Linked DNA regions of Mus musculus: region 1 is linked to region 2. Evidence: chromatin contacts called from public HiChIP or PLAC-seq data. All regions are on one chromosome and are shown on one strand. The core of a region is the stretch at or near the end of the contact, and the rest is flanking DNA. Distances in the headings are between cores, read along the strand shown. Region 1 holds the start of Dzip3 (DAZ interacting protein 3, zinc finger). Region 2 holds the start of Dppa2 (developmental pluripotency associated 2).

Evidence for each region. HiChIP or PLAC-seq counts read pairs in DNA pulled down with a chosen protein or histone mark.
Region 1: a contact with region 2 is called in an H3K27ac HiChIP or PLAC-seq map of embryonic stem cells, with 3 times the contacts expected there. The contact joins the promoter of Dzip3 here to the promoter of Dppa2 in region 2. A contact is called at or near these places in 2 of 39 promoter capture datasets (embryonic stem cells and neutrophils), 2 of 484 Hi-C or Micro-C datasets (both in embryonic stem cells) and 5 of 115 datasets of contacts at active chromatin or transcription factors (embryonic stem cells and stem cell-derived neural progenitor cells).

The regions. Positions count from the first base shown.
Region 1 is chr16:48,990,961-48,997,397 of GRCm38.p6, forward strand. Dzip3 (DAZ interacting protein 3, zinc finger) reads right to left here and starts at 3,182. Exons shown (of 32, transcript NM_001110017.2): 1 at 2,830-3,182. Cip2a (cell proliferation regulating inhibitor of protein phosphatase 2A) reads left to right here and starts at 3,228. Exons shown (of 21, transcript NM_172616.2): 1 at 3,228-3,419; 2 at 6,411-6,437. The coding sequence starts at 3,318.
Region 2 is chr16:48,308,742-48,315,513 of GRCm38.p6, forward strand. It overlaps Dppa2 (developmental pluripotency associated 2), which reads left to right and starts at 1,533. Exons shown (of 7, transcript NM_028615.1): 1 at 1,533-1,798; 2 at 2,834-2,969; 3 at 5,142-5,293; 4 at 5,388-5,441. The coding sequence starts at 1,766.

The DNA of each region.
Region 1 (6,437 bases), core at 1,932-4,431, 680 kb after region 2:
TAAGCTTTTGGATATGAAAATGTCCTTTCATATTAAACTATATTATGTGGTTTCGCTGTAAGATTTCTTCAGCTCCTGTGCACGAAACTATGGACTATGTAATATGTACACTGAGTACGCATCCCCTGCACAAAGCTATGAAGGATATTATTGTAATGCATTATGAAAGCTGCAAAACTAAGACAGAATTACTCATTACTAATAAATTACTGAGTGCAGAAAATCATGCAAAATGCATATTCTTTCCACTATTTTCCATGACTTCTAGACATACTTGACTTTATATAAGTATGCAAATTGAGTTCAAATAGGTCTGCTCAGACACAATCAGAAACAAAACCATATGAGCCTAATATTGGCCAGCAAATAGTATGCAAATATAATTAATTATATGTAATATTTCATAGTGAACTAGTCATATTCACCTTTGCTAGGCATTTTTCTAATCAATGAAGTAAATCAGAACAATTAGTGCCAGATATTACCTGTGGTACTGGAATGAATAATTCAAGCCTATCTGAATGATCTCTTAAAGTTAACCAGTTTTTAAAAAATATAAATTTTATTTGATCACACATCTCTAAAGAATTAAAAGTTTGAGAACACACTGAAAATATAAAAATCAATTAACTTGTTAGTTATATATAGGTATTATGCTTATATAAAATGAATAAGAAAAAAACTAAAATTTTAATTTAGACATATCCACTGCTTGCTTAGAAAAAGCTTCTTGCTTGTTCACAAAACAAGAATCTACTTATTACATAAATTAAACAAGAATTTTTTTTTTTTCGAGACAGGGTTTCTCTGTGTAGCCCTGGCTATCCTGGACTCACTCTGTAGCTCCTGACCAGGCTGGCCTCGAACTCAGAAATTCGCCTGCCTCTGCCTCCCGAGTGCTGGGATTAAAGGCGTGCGCCACCAAGCCTGGCTTTAAACAAGAAATTTTTATGAGCCATGCAAAGGACCTTACACTATTCAAAGAAGCAGGCCTTCAAACAGTTATTAAAAATGATTATTATACTCTGACATCTCATGTCTTTATCTAGGAACTGAATTAAAAATGTGTATTAATTGTGTGAAACAAAAGGTCAAGGCAAGACAGAGGGAAACTATTCAAATTATCAAGACCTCTACTTTTAACACAGTTATGAATTCTGTAAAATGGAAAGAAAAGTCTTAAGTACATTTCAAAAGTGAAAGGTGAATTTTATGGATTGACCAATAACAATTTTATGGACTGACCAATAACGATAGCTAAATTTTAGAACTTGATGGTTGGTAAAGGAAACAGAATAGTCATGTACCTCTTATTAATAGGTATTAATTAATAGGTATTCTAGATATGTGTCACTGAGTTATTTCACTGTTGCACAAACATGGTAAAAGACCACCAATACACATTTATAAGGCATGGCCTAAATATGATAAGAGATTTGGTAAACAACAGCTGTATGAAGATACTTCTGGTTTTACATGGCATATACTATTAAGCTTGTGTTTTGACTATGAATACAAGTGGTAATGATAAAAGTATGGATCAGTAAACAAATGAATCATTAGTAGTTTATTTGTGCCATCCATAACAGTATGTGCTATACTTTCATATGCTGCTGCTGTGTAGTTATGACACTGTGGCAAGTAAGATGTCACTAGGTCACAGGAAGAGATCATTCATTCAGCTTTCAGTTTAGTATGATCTAACTGGATCAGCATCACACACGCATCAGTGATCAAAGCATCATTTTGGGGATATGCCTGTTATGTCAATGGAAGAGATCATTTTTTTTTTTCTTTCTAGCACTTTGGCTTTGTAATAAAGGCTACTATTTCTGAAGCTCAATAAGAATTTACTGAATAAACTATCGTGTAAAATAGTCTACTCTTAGGTTTCACTTCATGAAAAGCCTAAAGCAGTAAAATGCAGAGACACAAAGAGAAAGGTGCAAAAATACTTGTCAGCAAACTGGCTGCTCTTCGTTTTAGTGATGACGCATTCCTCGTTTATGTAGTGAATTCCAACAGTACTTTCCTATTTGGACTATTATTAGATGGTTGCTTCTCCGCAGGCACCACGTCCTCATCTTTGTTCTGAGTGACAGTCAATCCCTAGCCCCGTTATACATGTTTGTTTAAAATGGAATGAATGAATGCATGAATGAATGCACTAGCTACAAACTCTCATGTGACTATCTCAACGGCACAATCTTTTTCCAGCCATCAGTTAGCTTTACTTTTATTTTCTTTTAATATGAACATAAATGACGTCTTTAAAAGGTACCAATACAAACGAGAAAAAAACAAAAAACAAAAAGGAACGTTCCCTGAATTCCCACAATTTCAGAAGAACTTAGTCAAATGGGCATTTACTCGATCCCACAACCTAGCTTAAGCTCCTGAACCAGTTGCTGACTCACTTCGTTATTAGATCCGTGCACATCATTACCTCCGATTAAAATAATAATAATAATAAAATTCTCAACGGTGCCTTTCTTTCTTTTTTTTTTTTTTTTTTTTTTTTTTTGACGCCACAGAAATGTGCAAAATAATCACGCCAGACAAGAACAGGCCCCTCAGCCTACAGACATCAAAGCTGACAAGAACGCGTCCGGGAGCGACTCCGGGATGCTCTCTCTCTATGGGGGGTTCTGACAAATCCTACCGTAAAGTTCCGGCTGCCTCATCACGGAACCCCGACCGCCACAGGTCTTAGCCTGCGCGAGTCGCCTGCGGCCACCAGGGACCAGGGCCGCAGAACCTGAGGCCCCTCTCCCGCCGCCTCCAAACCTACGCCCCCACCCCCAGCTTCGGCGGCTCCGAGTTCCTCACCGTGTCTAGACTAGGGGGGAGCGGCCGTGTCTCGGGCAGAGGCTGAGGCACGCACGGAAAGCCGAGCCCGCCGCGCCCAGGCCGAGGAAGGCCCGGGGACCGAGCCCGCGCGGCACGGAGACCCCCGTTCGCCCCAGAAGCCCTCCACAGAATGAGCCCGCACGAGCTCGTCTCGCGAGATTCCCGCGTGTTCGCGGACCTCCAGCCGAAACCTCGCGGCCTCTCCGCCAAAGGGGGACTGCGGCGGGGGTGGGAGGGGATGGCTCCCTGCCACCTTCCCGCAACCCCAGCGCCTGGAACCCAGGCCCACCCTGCCAATCACCGACTGCAGTCCCACCCGCTGCTCCCAGACTTCCGGAGTCCGACCGGAACAGGAAGCTGCCAGGCGCAAGAGGGGTGGGGCTTAAAAAAAATCAAAAAATGCGCGGCGACCGCTGAAGACAGAGGGTGGCTGGTGTCGGTGGTCGCTGACAGGCCGGCTCGTCGGCATGGATTCCACCGCCTGCTTGAAGTCCCTGCTCCTGAGCATCAGTCAGTACAAGGCCGTTAAGTCGGAGGCGAACGCCACTCAGCTGCTGAGGCACTTGGAGGTAAGGAGGTTCGGGGTGCGAGTGGGTGTCCCCTCCTTCGGTCCCCTCCTGTTTTCTTGTGGGGCCGGAAGATGGAGGTCTCGCCCTGGGCAGACCTGCAGCTGCTTCGCTGTCCTTGCACTGGCGACAGCGACTGGGTGTGCGCAACGAGTGGGTGCCAGGAGGGGATTGTGTACGGACCCAAACCAGGAGGCTTTGGGGTGTATGCGAGCGCAGTGTGTGTGTGTGTGTGTGTGTGTGTGTGTGTGTGTGTGTGTACGGACCCAAACCAGGAGGCTTTGGGGTGTATGCGAGCGCACTGTGTGTGTGTGTGTGTGTGTGTGTGTGTGTTCCGGATCTTTTTTTAAGGTGCTGTATTAGTCAGGGTTCTCTAGAGTCACAGAACTTATGGAGTATCCCTTTATATTAAGTGGATTTATTGTAAGGACTTAAAGTTTCGCTCCTACTAACCCAACAAGTGGGGAAGCTAGCTGTGACTGGGAAGTCCAGGAATCTAGTAGTTGCTCACTCCCTCAACACTAGTTGTTTTCGCTGGTCATCTGTGTAAGCGGGAATCCTGAAGAAGTAGGTTCCAACTGGAAAGTCAGTGTAAGCAGGCAAAGAAGAGTGAGAATTCCCTCTTCCATTGTCCTTATGTAGTCCTCCAGTAGGAGGTAGAGCCCAGATTAAAGGTATGAATCACCACACCTGGATTTGGAACTTGCAATCCCAGCTGGCCTTGAACTCAGGAGACTTGTCTCATTCCCCTGGGATTAAAGGTATGTACTACCTTGCCTGGGCCTACGCTTTTCATGGCCACTATGCCTCGAGATCTGGATCAAAAGCACATCGCCCCATGTCTGAAGCCTGTGTCTTCCAGCCTCAAGATCTGGGCAGATGTGCCCTCCATTTCTGGATTTAGTTCATTCCAGATGTAGCCTTAGTTGACAACTGGAATAGATATCACAAGTGCCTATTTTCTATGTCTGTTTTGTTTTCTTTGTTGAATATTGAGTGGCTTCATTCACCGAAGATAATCAGGGCAATTCATTCAGGTTGTATGTATAAACAGGACTCCTTTTTTTATGTGTAAGTATTTATGTAGATATTTATGTAAGTGTTCCACGGATCCAAAAATACATTTGGATTGTTTTCAGAACTGTGTGGAATTAAGAATAAGTGCATTCCAGTCATATATTTTTATTATGGTTGAACGCAACCCTCTTTTATAAACCTACCAGTAGAACTATCAGGTCTTAAGGGCTTATGTTCCTCTTTTTGTTATTTTAATATTCTTTTAAATGTTTGTCTGTGTGTGATGTATGCGCATGTGTGGGCAGGACCCTCAGAAGGCACAAGGCTCTGTTCCCTGGAGCTGGTCTTGATAGCAGCTGTGAACTCCTTGAGGTACTGCTACTCCAACTCAGATTGTCTGCGGAATAGTGCATGCACCTAGCTGCTGAGCCATCCAGCCCACATCCAGTAATGCTTCATGTTGCTAAAACGCCTTTCAAAAAGACCTTGGCATTACGTACTAGCAGTGCATTGATTTTGCCATCGCGCAACCAGGCCCATCCTTAGTTCTTAGTATTTACCGTTTTTGAGGGTGATGTAGTTTCCGAGGATACACAAATATTTATCATGAGAGACACGATTAGTCATTCGTCTGCACTGCTGCTGCAGTGTGACTTTATAACCCCACACAGTGTGACTGCAGTGTGACTTTATAACCCCACACAGTGTGACTGCAGTGTGACTGCAGTGTGACTTTATAACCCACACAGAACCTGTGCTTGGAGTCATTTTGCTCATGTTGGTCTAGTCTGATATTCGATGTGATGGCATTTCACATCACTGACCATGAGTCTAGTTATTAAAAGCGTGGCTTCAACCCCTTGGGGTATAAATCTGAGTCGTGCTTCTTTATCGTCAGTGTATGCATGCCCCAGTTTACTCAAAACACAAATTGAGTCAGAAGCACCTTTCTTACAGGGTTATGAGGATGAAAAGAGTTCCCAGGTGGAAAGCACTCTTAGGTCAGTGCCATGGCCAGATTAAGTGCTAGGCATCCTCATTGAGCTAGTTCCCATCAGTAAAAATTTAATTTTTACCTTATCTTAACTAATTACTAGATGCTATACTATTGTTGAGTCACATGTTTGGCCCCAGTCATGTTTAAAGCAGAAACTGCCTTCCTCTTCTAGAGAGCTAAGTATTACTAGATGAGAGAAACTATGTTCAGATCACCAAGTTGATGACCAAGTTGATTCCAAGATAAGTTAACAGTTTGTGTGATTTTTTTTTTACTTTGGACATATTTTTTCATCTTACAAGCTAATTAATTTTAAAACCCATTCTACTAGGGAATAGATAAATTGAAACTCCAAGAGCAAAGCTTGGTAAGAAAGTGGAAAAATAAAAGGAAGATACAGAAGGAGGTATTAGACTCTAATAATTAGAGGGTTACTAAAGCAGTCTGCTTAGATGTGACCTTTTAGAGTATGTATTTGAGATACGTTAATCTAATTCTAAAATAACAAATTGTTTGACTTTAGATAACAGGTTTATTTATAATCTCCCTCACTAAAATAACTGGATTGAAGAGGAAAAATTATTAAAAAATTTATTCTTGCTACATTTTAAAACATTCTTTGTTAACTTTACTCTTTCTGTGTAATCCCCTAGCTGCTAGATTTAACGTGAAAGCAGTCATTAGTTGTTCATTGTGCTTCATATTTAATTTTCAAAACATATGAAATGAGTATACTAGGCTTCGGAATAATAAATCTAGTTGGTTCTAGTGCACATTTTAGTCTGTTTTCAGTATCGTAGATGATATAGGTAATTCAGGTAGAGAAGGAAGAACTCTATATATGGGCAGAATGAACAAAAGATGTGAATTTTCTAAACTGGGAAAGAAAGGGCTAAGTAGCAATTTAGAAAATTGGTTTATTTGAAATGGAATTGAAATAAAAATTGCCAGCCCTTAACCCATTTGCCTCCCTTTTATAGGTAGTTTCTGGACAAAAGCTCACACGA
Region 2 (6,772 bases), core at 283-2,782:
AAGAGCAGTCAGTGCTTTTAACCGCTGAGCCATCTCTCCAGCCCCATTGTTTGTCTTTTTTTTTTTTTTTTTTGGTTTGTTTGTTTGTTTGTTTTCGAGACAGGGTTTCTCTGTGTAGCCCTGGCTGTCCTGGAGCTCACTTTGTAGATCAGGCTGACCTCGAACTCAGAAATCCGCCTGCCTCTGCCTCCGGAGTGCTGGGATTAAAGGTGTGCGCCACCATACCCGGCTTGTTTGTCTTTTAAATTCCAATTTAAACTTAATTTTACATATAGATGTTTTCCTGTGTGTATGCACAAATGGACCATCAGAAAGTCTCACTCAGAAAGAACTCTAGCATGTGAAAGGGGTGGTGATCTCTGTACTTGGGAGGTTGAGGCAAAAGCATGGTCAACAGTTCAAGGACAGCTGGGCGTGGTGGCGCACGCCTTTAGTCCCAGCACTCCGGAGTCAGAAGCAGGCGGATTTCTGAGTTCAAGGCCAGCCTGGTCTACAGAGTGAGTTCCAAGACAGCCAGGACTACAAAGAGAAACCCTGTCTCGAAAAAACAAAACAAACAAAAAATTCAAGGACAACCTGGGCTTTGTCTCAAATACCACAAACCTTAGGCAACTAGGTTCCCTTTCTTAATCATCCAAAGCAGGAATATAGACCCATGTGGGAATGAGGAGTCCTTACTTGTCCATAACTCCCTGGACATTATTCAATTTCTCTCCCACAAAGGCGGAGCAAGGGTTATTTGCTATTATTGGCCTACTTCTAGAACCAGTGTTACTAGACTGTCAAGAAACACCTGAGGGAATCATGGAAATACAGATTCCTGGGACACACCCTCAAAGAAGTGATTCAGGAGATAGGTACAGCTTGGTAATTTAGATTTCCAGACAATTCCTCAATAAATTAAAGATTACTTTTTCTTTTTTCTTTTTCTTTTCTTTCTTTGGTTTTTCAAGACAGGATTTCTCTGTATAGCCTTGGCTGTCCTGAAACTCACCCTGTTGACGACCAGGCTGGCCTCGAACTCAGAAATCCACCTGCCTCTGCCTCCCAAATGCTGGGATTAAAGGCGTGTGCTACTGTTTCCCCGGCCTGGCAAGATTACTTTTTTTTTTTTTTTTTTAGGCTGTCCTTTCTTTCTTTCTTTCTTTCTTTCTTTCTTTCTTTCTTTCTATTATTTTATTTACTTATTTATTTGTTTTTTTAGACACTCTGTAACACAGAAGGAGTGGAAAGGTTTGTTTTTCATTATTTCTAGGTCTCTTGTCTCTCTTGTCATGTCTTGCCCTGGATTTAAAACGTCCAATTTGAAGGTTTAAGCTTCCATCTTTCCTGGCTCAGCCTCCCCGGCACTGGGATCACTAGCATGCGCCACCCTGAGGGAGGGTCCTCCTGTGTCTTCCAGTCAGAACTCTAGGTCATGACCCTCCTGCTGCTATTTCTGCATCCGGAGCACTGAGGTTATAAACATTTACCAGGAGGACAAAGCTCGAGACTAATTTTATTTATTTATTTATTTATTTATTTATTTTTTAAAGGAGAAGGTGTGGCTGGCTTTTGATTTACTTAAGAACTCAGCTTTTTGCTATCAATTATCTACTGAGACCCAGAGAACTGATAAAATCACGTCAAAGAGAAGAGGGTGGAGAGAGGAGGAGGGGGAAGAGCTTAATTGGGCCACAGGAAGACAGGAAGCAGTCATTTACTTATAAAAGAAGTCGGCATTCATTCAGCGGCTGCCTTTGTCTTCTTCCAAGCCTGCCTGAAAATGTCATACTTCGGCCTGGAGACTTTCAACGAGGTAAGAGAATTGATTCTCTAAGAGAATTGGTTTTCTCTTGGGAGTTCTTTTTCACTCTAGGGCTCCTGTCTGGCTTCCGAGGAACTGCGTGGGTTTAAGGCCTCAATCTTGGAACCCTCTCTGCTTGATACTCCACTCCCCCCCCCCCACCCCCACCCCCACACACACGTTTGACACTATGTATTTCCTGGGAGTAAAATGAAACTGTTTCCTTGCTAAAGGAGTAAATCGTCTCAGACTAGGAAGGCTGAAGCTAGGATTAAAATCTACCGAGAAGGTGAGCTGAAATTAAGTGGAAATTTTTGATAATTTACATTTAAAAAACAAAGTAGCCATTTTTCCCCCTAAGGAGAAGTAACCAGTTCCCAATACCTCTAATGCCTAGTTGGTGGGTTTCCCCATCTCGGATTGTGTGATTCTGGGCCAGGTAAGGACCACTAGCCTGTCAATATTGCTTTTAGGCCTCACCATGTTCGTTTCGTTTGGTTTTTGTTCTTGTTTTTTTGTTTTGTTTGTTTTGGCTTTTGTTGTTACCGTTGTTTGTTTTGTGGTTGTTATTTGGTTTTTCGAGACTGGGTTTCACTGGCTCTCCTGGAACTTGTTCCATAGATTAAGCTGGCCTAGATCTGCCTGCCTCTGCCTCCTAAGTGCTGGGATTGAAGGCCTTTGTCATTAGTCCCCACCCCTAACCCCCAGCTCAGTGTTTTTTATGGTAACAGAAGTGGATTTGTGTCTGGGGAACTTTGATAAGGCGCTATACAAATGGAAAAAGAAATCCTTATTTCTAGTTTGGAAGTATTGGTGTTGAGATTTCCATAGGAGAAGGAAGGGGAGGGGACCAAATCTTCAGGAACTTCCTCCAGGAGGTGTCACTCTCTAGTTGATGCCTTGCTTTTCTGAGCGTTTAGAAAGCCCTTCCACAGTGGTTTGGTAGTTCCCAGCCGCCTGCTTCCTGAGGTTATCTTCTTTATTTCAACACTAAGACTCTGATGGTAAATGAATTCAGCAGAAACCCCTCACTGCTTCTCTTTGCAGAACCAATCTGAGGAAAACTTGGATGAAGAAAGTGTGATTTTAACGCTGGTCCCCTTTAAGGAGGAGGAGGAGCCAAACACAGACTACGCTACGCAATCAAATGTTTCTTCTTCAACCTTAGACCACACACCACCAGGTATCTATCATCCAATGTCAGAATCCTGGCGAAAATAGTGTAGGTTTGAGATGGATTTCTCAGTAAGACTCTGGAAAGCCAAGATAAAGTATACAGTTTTGATACAAGGACCACTCCCTCCGCCCACCAACACACCTCCAGTTTTACCTCCCTGCAGCTGGTTAAAGGTGCACACCACCATATCAGGCAGGCTTCTTAAACCTCACTGAGATTTTCAAATTCCACTCATCTCAGTTGTTAAGCCCTGTGAACTGCTTTATTTAAGGTGGGAATTGGGCAAGGTACCTGGGAAGCTGTCACCCCACAGCTAGGCAGAAGTTCAAAAACACTGATCCACAGTAGTATGACTTTTTCCAAAAAAAAAAAATTGAGGTTAAAGGACAGGGCTGTGGGGGCTGGACATTTGCCTAGCATATAGGAAGGTTGAGAGTGGTACACTCTCTTTAAGAAAAGGTTAACTTGGTGACTCAGTGCCTTTAATCCCAACACTTGGGAGGCAGAGGCAGAGTATATTAAATATCTTGCTTACTAAAAGGACATGGTAGCAAAAGCCTGTAGTCCCAACACTTCGTAGGCTGAGACAGGAAAATCAAGTCCCAGGTCTTCAATTGTGTATCGAGTGTCAGTGGAGGTCTTAAAATAAGTGACCAAAATGAACACACCAACCACAAAACCTGCCTATTAGTTCTTAAAAAGTCTCAGTGTTTCAAAGAAAGGTATGCCACGCTAGCCTCAGAGCAGCTGGGGACTGGGGTGTGCTATGTATAGAAAATGACACATAGGTAGAGTTCTGGAGCAATGCTGATTTGCGGTGCATTTTAGAAGGGGTTCTTTTGATTCTGTAGAAACAACTGGGTGAGGGGTGGGGGAGTGCTTCAAAACCTAGACTTTTGGGCTCATTTTTGAGTAATTTTCCCCCCTCAAGGCTGAGTTTTGCTGCTTAGTCCTGACTGGCTTGGAACTCACTCTGTAGAACAGGCTGGCCTCGAACTTAGAAAGCTGCCTGACTCTGCCTTCAAAGTACTAGGATTAAAGATGTGTTCCATCACATCTGGCTTGCTATCAGACTTTTTATTTAGCTGAGGATGGAGTGAACTGCTGGCCCTAGGCTGTAGGTGCTGCCATTACACTCTTGACATTATGTGAAGTTTTTGTGAGGCTGGGGATGAAACCTAGTCCCCTCCTGTAGTGGGCGTGTCTCCAACTGAATGACAGCCATAGCCCCTGAATCTAGACACAGGATCAGCCAAAAGTATTTGCTCCTGTAGTTGCTGAAGCCAATAAAACAAGCAAACAAACATGCTAAATATTCTTTTTTTTTTTTTTTTTTTTTTTTTTTTGGTTTTTTCGAGACAGGGTTTCTCTGTGTAGCCCTGGCTGTCCTGGAACTCACTTTGTAGACCAGGCTGGCTCAGAACTCAGAAATCCGCCTGCCTCTGCCTCCCGAGTGCTGGGATTAAAGGCGTGCGCCGCCACCACCCGGCCATGCTAAGTATTCTTAAACACGCCTTTAATCTCAGCTCTTGGGAAGCAGGCAGTTCTCTGAGTTTGAGACCACCTTGGTTTACAAAGCAAGTTCCAGGACAGCCAGGGCTACACAGAAATCCTGTCTCCAAAACAAAACAAAAACAATAAAAACCAGAGAGAGAGAGGAGAGAAGAGGAGGAGGGGAGGGGAGAGGAGAGGAGGAGGGGAGAGGAGAGGGGAGGGGAGGGGGAGGGAGGGGAAGGGAGAGGGAATATTTCAGCTGTCTAGAATGCATATGGCAGATTCACAGCAAGCATATGATTAAAATAAGATAGAATCTTATTAGGATTTATTATGTAAATATGTCTTACTGTCCCAGGTCTCCTATTTTAAGGGGTCTGTGATCTTGGTCAAGTGAATTCCTCATTTTCTTTTTCATAATTGGAGGAAAACAAAAAGCTTTCTTTTTTTTTGAGACAGGGTTTCTCTGTGTAGCCCTGGCTGTCCTGGAATTCACTCTGTAGACCAGGCTGGCCTCAGAACTCAGAAATCCACCTGCCTCCGCCTCCCAAGTGCTGGGATTAAAGGTGTGCGCCACCACTGCCCAGCCCGAGAAGCTATCTTTATGTACAAAGTGGTTTGTGAGAAAAATCTTAAAGCAATCACTGAGTACTACTGCTTTCTCCCTGTTCCTCCTTATCTCAGCCCGTTCTCTGGTGAGGCATGCTGGAATCAAACACCCAACCAGAACCATACCAAGCACCTGTCCTCCGCCCAGCCTGCCTCCTATTAGGGACGTGTCCCGGAACACTCTTCGGGAGTGGTGTCGGTATCATAACTTGAGTACGGATGGCAAGGTTAGTACCTCCCATTTGGATTTGCTATTACATAGACTAAGTATGGACACTTTGGTCATGTCTTTTAACATTACTTTTTTCTTAATTTCCTTAGAAAGTTGAGGTCTATTTGAGACTTCGGAGACACTCCTATTCTAAACAAGAATGTGTAAGTGACAGCTGTGGTGACGGGGTGGGGGGATGGGCTCTCCCTGTGGAGTGAGCTGTCTTACTGAAATTGTTCTAGGTAATCTCCCTTGAAGGCAGGGTTCCAGGCATACATTGGGGAGAACCCAATGTGTGCCTGGAGCTCAGAGATCCATCTACCTCTGCCTCCTGAGATTAAAGATGTGTGCCAACACACATAGCAGGATGTCTGGAAAAGGTCTCTTAAGTGTCTTAGGCTGGTCTTCTACCTCCCACGTTCCTCAATTACAGGCTTGAGCCATTGTCCTTAGCGGTAAACTTCTGAGGCAATCCCGTATCACGTGATCCTCCTACCTTAGTCTCCCAGTCTAATAGCTGCGAGCTGCGATTACAGCCCTCATCTCTCTGGCCCCACATGAATTATGATTCAAATGTAATCCAGTAAGATTATTTCATATTCAGAACCATCTGAACCCCCTGAGACAACAGTAGTTTTCCATCTCTGGGGGGTTTTGTTGCTTTCAAATCTGAGTATGACAGCTAAGCATGACACACACCCTGGGGTCCCAGAACTGGGAATGTGGGGGCAGTGGTGTCTACAGCTCAAGGTCTTCCTCAGCTACACAGTAGGTCATTATGAGTGTCACCTCAAAACAAGAGGAGCTAGGTGGGTGATAAATTTCAGTCCCAGTACTTGGGAGACTGAGGCAGGAAAAGGGCAGGCAACAAATCCAAGGTCAGCCTGGGCTATAAAGTAAGACCGAAAACAAAACAAAACCTGGGGCATAAAAAGGAACAAAAACAAATCTCCCAAAAACAAAGGAGTGATTGCACTCTTATCTGTCTGGTCTTGAACCAGTGATCTTATCTCTTTTTTTGCTTGTTTGTTTTTTGTTTTTTTTTTTTTTTTTTTTTTTTTTTGAGACAGGGTTTCTCTGTTTAGCCCTAGCTGTCCTGGAACTTACTCTGTAGGCCAGGCTGGTCTCGGAACTCAGAAATCAGCCTGCCTCTGCCTCCCAAGTGTTGGGATTAAAGGCATGTACCACCACGCCCGGGGCCAGTGATCTCATCTCGATCTTCAGTTTTGTGCAGTGTGTACATTACGTACCTGTGTGCACATGGAGGTTAGAAGGGAGGGAGGCTTTTCGTATCCTATCAGTGTATCTACCCCTTTGTGGTGCTCCAGTTTTCTCAGCTATTCTGAAAGCCAGCTAGCACCAACAAAAACCTGTCTCCATCCCCCTTAGGAGCTATTGTTATAGGCATTTGTTGGGGACACCCGGCCAATTACACACTGTTGCTGGAGTCAGTGATTTGTCCCCACTGAGCCATCTGACCAGACCAATCTGTGCT